Regions from separate parts of the Pan troglodytes genome. Here region 1 is linked to region 2. A link is a contact called in public Hi-C data. All regions are on one chromosome and are shown on one strand. Each heading gives the region's core, a stretch centred on a gene start, on an enhancer-like site or on the middle of the called end of the contact. The rest is flanking DNA. Distances are from core to core; before and after follow the strand shown. Region 1 holds the start of PYGO1 (pygopus family PHD finger 1). Region 2 has its middle 28 kb from the start of DNAAF4.

The links. A called contact is a pair of places that touch in the nucleus more often than the background predicts.
Region 1: a contact with region 2 is called in a Hi-C map of stem cell-derived neural progenitor cells, with 1.7 times the contacts expected there. The contact joins the promoter of PYGO1 here to the enhancer-like site in region 2. A contact is called at or near these places in 2 of 7 Hi-C or Micro-C datasets (induced pluripotent stem cells and stem cell-derived neural progenitor cells).

What each region holds. Positions count from the first base shown.
Region 1 is chr16:47,603,797-47,606,496 of NHGRI_mPanTro3-v2.0_pri, reverse strand. It overlaps PYGO1 (pygopus family PHD finger 1), which reads left to right and starts at 1,406. Exons shown (of 4, transcript XM_016928270.4): 1 at 1,406-1,905. The coding sequence starts at 1,857. LOC134808529 (a long non-coding RNA gene) reads right to left here and starts at 1,069. Exons shown (of 2, transcript XR_010151700.1): 1 at 932-1,069; 2 at 1-469.
Region 2 is chr16:47,542,427-47,545,126 of NHGRI_mPanTro3-v2.0_pri, reverse strand. No RefSeq gene overlaps it. Among named protein-coding and RNA genes, the nearest start is that of DNAAF4, 28 kb to the right of the region's middle. Within about 2 kb of position 1,251, at least 3 of the 24 cell types and tissues checked have an H3K27ac peak or open chromatin away from gene starts, as enhancers often do. A contact at or near this core is called in stem cell-derived neural progenitor cells, where this site is marked.

The DNA.
Region 1 (2,700 bases), core at 157-2,656, 61 kb before region 2:
CGAACACTTACTATGTGTTAGTCATTATTAGGTACCAGAGGATACAGCAGTGAACCAGTCAAAATTCCTGCCTGCATGGCGCTTACATTCTAGTTAGGAGGAAACTTCTCCTCAGAGTGCTTCCTGTAAGAATATTTTCCTTAGCCTGTCCTAGTCTGACTCTTCGAATCAGGAATTCCATAATTCCAGACCACCCTTATTAGATAAAGGGTAACATTTGCCTCGGGCCACGCTATGTCTTAACGACGATCAGCCGCTGTGGCAATTGTCTGGTATGCAGCTGTTGAGGCTGTACATTGGCTTCATGTTAACATCTGTTCTCTGTGACACTGTGCAGCTGAATGAGTTGGGTGTCTGTCTCCGGAAGGACGAGACTCCTGTCTGTAGCTAGTTCTGTGTCCTCCCACGCTTCATGAGTGCTTTTCGGTGATTCCTACATCAAAATAAGCCCAGTGGATAACCAGAAAACCTAGCAAAACAAAAACAAAAACAGGGAAAACAATTTCGTAGAAGTACGTTAAACAATGTCGGAGCTAGAAGAGACCTTCGAGATGTAGCCCCACTGCCTTTTATAGACAAGAAAACTGAGACCCAGAGAGGTTACCTAAGTCGCCTCCGGTCACACAGCCCAACTGAAGAATGTGGACCGGTGATCACATCTAATTTACAATCACACTGGGGGTGTTCCTCCTAAAATTTAACGTCTAAATGAGATCCAGCCGCGTCACCGCTTCTACCCACGCTCCCCCCTCCCCCGCCCACCGTCCTTTCTGGTATTTATTCTACGTCGCTCTTTCTTGAAGAGTCAAGTCGTTAAAATACCAAGTGGAAGCATTCCACAAACAGGTGTCCACACCACGGCCACGCGGACACGGAGTCGGGGAATCTGGATCCCCACATGCCCGCCGAGAACTCTCCAGCTCCCGCTTACAAAGTTTCCTCGCATGGTACGTTCATCTTTCCGATCCCTAGCTGCGAGGCCGAGATGCCTGCTGCTGTGGCCTCCGACGAAGTTCGGAGATGCCCTTTCCTTGCGAAAGCTGGGCCCGGTAGCGTCGGCCGCGGGGTCGGGCGTTCTCGGGCCTGGCGGTCGGCGAGGGAGCGCCGGGCGCGGGGCGGGGCGGCCCCTAGGCGCGCGCTGCCCACCCGCGCTGCAAGAGCCGCGGGCCCGCGAGCCCCGGCTTGGAGCAAGAGGCGCGCGCGGGCCGTGGGGGCTGGGCCGAGGCGGAGCGCGAGGCGGCGGCGGTGGCGGGAGGCGCCGCGGGACGAGGCAGCGGCCCCCGCCCCCCGAAGCCCGTCCCCGCGCGGGGCTGGGGAGCTCAGGGCGGGGAAGCCGCGGGGCCGCGCCACGTCCCTCGCCCGCCCCAGAGCGGGTTTTACAGGCGGCTCCAGTCTGGGGGCTTTTGTGTCTGCGACTCGGGAGCGGCGAGAGAGCAGACCTCCTCCTCAGAGGGCGCTGTGAGTGTGCCGCCAGGGCCGGGCCGCCAGCCTCCTGCTTCCCCTGTCAGCGGCTCCTGAGGCGGCGGCGAAGAAGAAGGAGTGGGAGGAGGCGGCGGCGGCGGCGCACTCGCCCTCAGCACATGCCGGCCCCGGGTGGGGGACCGCCCCCAGGCCGCGCTCCCGGCCACCGCCGCTGAGCCCCGCCGGTGCCCGCACGCCGCCCCGCCGCCCCGAGGCCTCGTCCTCCTCCCAAACTTTGCAAAGTCGGCCCGCGTCCCCACCGCCCTCGGCCGTGCCTCGGCTCCGAGGCTTGCCTCGCAGCCGCAGCGGCCCCGCGAGGAGGAGGAGCCGCCGCCGCAGCATCAAAGAGACCGAATTCCCGCGGCCTGGGGGGGAGTCATGCTTTGCGGTCTGTAATGTCAGCAGAACAGGAGAAGGATCCCATTTCGCTGAAGAGAGTTCGAGGTAACCGAGAAGGGTGCCGGATTGGGGGAACCGGGGTGAGTGAGGTGCGCGGGGCCCCGTGCCCGGCCGCCGGGAGGCCATGGGGCTCTGTCCGGGCCTAACTCCGCGCAGCCCGCGTCCCGCCCGCACCCCGGGGCCGAGGCTGCGATCCGAGCGCGCGGCCCGGGCGCCCGCTGGCCCCCGAGACATCCGCGCGGATCCCTCGCCTCCCGACTTTGTGTTCGGAGGCAGTTGGAGCCGCAAGCAGCATCCTTTCTTACCCCCTCCTCACCCACCTCTCCTCGTTCTCAAGACAGCACAATAGGCACCTCAAAGGGTGAAAAACAGACACCCCCTGGCAGAGACCTCGAACGATGCCCACCCCCTCAAAAAAAGTAAGTTGGAGTACACAAGAGTTGATGCTGTTGAAGAAGGGCTCCTGGGCTTTCACGTCTCTCCTGGCCCCCTTCTCGCCCCCCCACCCCGGCAAAGGCAACAAATATTCAGTTTATTTTCCTTAGGTTTAAGAGGAGAAGCTACAAATTCAGAAGGCATTTTCTCTGTTGGTTTATGGATAAGATATTATCTAAAATCAGTGTTATGCATGGTTGATTTTCTTCTTTCTTGCGCACTGGTTAGGAATTTTCCTTTCGTGTTACTACCATCTAAGAAAAATCAGAGGGAACCATGTGTCAAACAAAAGATACTGCATATAAGTTCACAAAAGTCAAATGCCACCCGGAAATTGGGGGATGCCTTTTAGCTCTTAATAAGGTTAAGACGGAAAGTTCTAGAGTTGGAGTAGTACTCACTGTT
Region 2 (2,700 bases), core at 2-2,501:
CATTTCTTATACAGATTTAATTTGATAAGCTAATATTATTCCTACATAATATTTAGGATGAGGAACAGTGAATAATTTTGTTTAAGTGGATTGGTTTATAATTCTGACAAACTTTTTTTTGTTATTTGTTTGTTTTGGTTTGTTTTCTTCTTAGAGACAGGTCTCGCTCTGTTGCCCAGGCTGGAGCACAGTGGTGCTATCATAGCTCACCGTAACCTCAAACTCCTGGGTATAAGTGATCATCCTATCTCAGCCTCCTGAGCAGCTAGGACTACAGGTCCATGCCACCATGTCTGGCTAATTTATTTGTTTTGTAAAGATGGGGGTCTCACTTTGATGCCCATGCTGGTCTCAAACTCCTGGCCTCAAGCAATTATCTGGCCTTACCCTCCCAAAGTGCTGGAATTGCAGGCATGAGCCACTGCTCCTGGCCTCTGACAAAGTTTTTAATATCAACAGTACATTAGGGGCCTCCAGACCTGGGCCCCCAGCACAGCTTCCCAGGCCCTGCCTGATCACTTCAATCCGTTGCAGCTCTGCATTTCTCTGAGGAGGAAATCCCTGAGACCATCCACAGGCTGTCTGCCATTGCCACTGCAGTGGTACCCACCTTTGCTGCCCTCTGGCTGGGGAAGGAACAAAGAGCCTAATTGCTTTGCTGGCAGCTCCCATATGTGGAGGAGCCCAGTCTCTCTTTCCTATAATCCCTCAACCCACTGCTTTTCACCAGGTAGGGCCCCCAGCTTGGGCCTGTAGCACAGCCTGCAGTAGGTTTGTGTTTTTCTAGGGTGGAGCTTCTGCAGGCAACTGACAGCCCCTCTGTTACGGTAGCAGTATCTGCCCTTCCTGCCATCAGGCTGGGGAAGGAAAAAATAGCCTGAGTGCTTTACTCACACCTCCAGCACGCCATAGCCGCCCTGAAGAGAAGAAGTCAGACTCTTCCCCATGGGCCCTCCATCCCCCTGCTCTTCACCAAGCAGGGATCCCAGACTTGAGCCCACAGTGCAGCCTCCTCACCTTGGGCTGATTGTTCTGATTGGCAGTGGCCCTGCGTTTCTCTGGGGCAGAGCCCCAAGAGACGAGTGAAAGGCCCTCTACCATTGCCACTGCCAAGGTTCCTGCCCCTGCTGCCCCCAAGCTGGGGAGGGAACAAAAAGCCTGAGCATGCCACAAAGCTGTGTTGTGCAGGCCTGGAGTGCCAAGCCGAGATCTGTGGCCAGCACTCAAGTGGAAGAGGAGCCCACATTCAGAGAGCGCTGACAGGGAGCATGGCTGCCTGTGTGAGGAAATGAAAGAGGAGCCATGTGGCTAAGAGCTACCGGCCCTATGGTTAGCGCCATCTACTGGATCACAGCTCAAACTTCAACATCAAAAATGCTTCTGTTAGTAGACCCTGTGAAACCAAGGACAAAAATCCAGCCCCAAATAAACACCCTGCACAAAGCCTCAGCCCTCTGAAAACATCCAGAAACAAATCCAACTGGCTATATTGAAATTACACCACAGTTAAGGAACATCAGCACACAGATGAGAAAGAACCAGTACAAGAACTCAGGCAACTCTAAAAGCCATAGTGTTTGCTTACCTCCAAATGACTGCACTAGCTCCCCAGCAATAGTTCTTAACCAGAATGAAATGGCTGAAATGACAGACATAGAATTCAGAATCTGGATGGCAATGAAGATCATTGAGATTCAGTAGAGAGTTGAAATCCATTCCAAGGAATCTAAGAAATCCAGTAAAATGATTCAAGAGATGAAAGATGAAATAGCCATATAGGGAAGCAAACTGAGCTGATAGAGCTGAAAAACTCACTACAAGAATCTTATAATACAATCAGAAGTATTAACAGTATAATAAACCAAGCTGAAGAAACAATCTCAGAGCTTGACAATCAGTTCTTCAAATTATTCAATCAGACAAAAATAAGGAATTTTTTTGAATAAGCAAAACCTCTGAGTAATATGGGATTATGTAAAGAGACCAAATCAATGACCCATTGAAAGAGAAGAAGAGAGAGAAAGCAGCTTGGAAAACATATTTGGGAATATTAACCATGAAAATTTCCCCAACCTTACTAGAAAGGTTGACATTCAAATTCAGGAAATTTAGAGAAGCCCTGCAAGGTACTATTCAAGGCTATCATCCTGAAGACACATAGTCATTAGATTCTTCAAGGTCAACATGAAAGAAAAAATGTTAAAGGCAGCTAGAGAGAAGGGGCAAGTCACCAACAAAGGGAACCCCATCAGGCTAACAATGGACCTTTCAACAGAAATCCTACAAGCCAGAAAAACTTGGGGCTAATAGTCAGCAGCCTTAAAGAAAAGAAATTCCAACCAAGAATTTCATATCCAGCCAAATGAAGCTTCATAAGTGAAGGAGAAATAAAATCCTTTTCAGACAAGCAAATGCTAAGGGAATTCATTACCACCAGACTTGCCTTAGGAGAGGTTTTTAAGGGAGTGGTAAACAGGGAAATGAAAGACCATTATTGACCACCACAAAAAGACACTCAAGCATATTGACCATTGAAACTAAAGCAAATATGCAATCAAGTCTTCAAGCCTACATAACAACCACCTAACAATAAAATGATGTGATCAAATCAGCACACATCAATACTAACTTTGAATGTAAAGGGGCTAAAAATCCCACTTAAAGGGCATGGAGTGGCAAGCTGGATAAAGAAGCAAGACC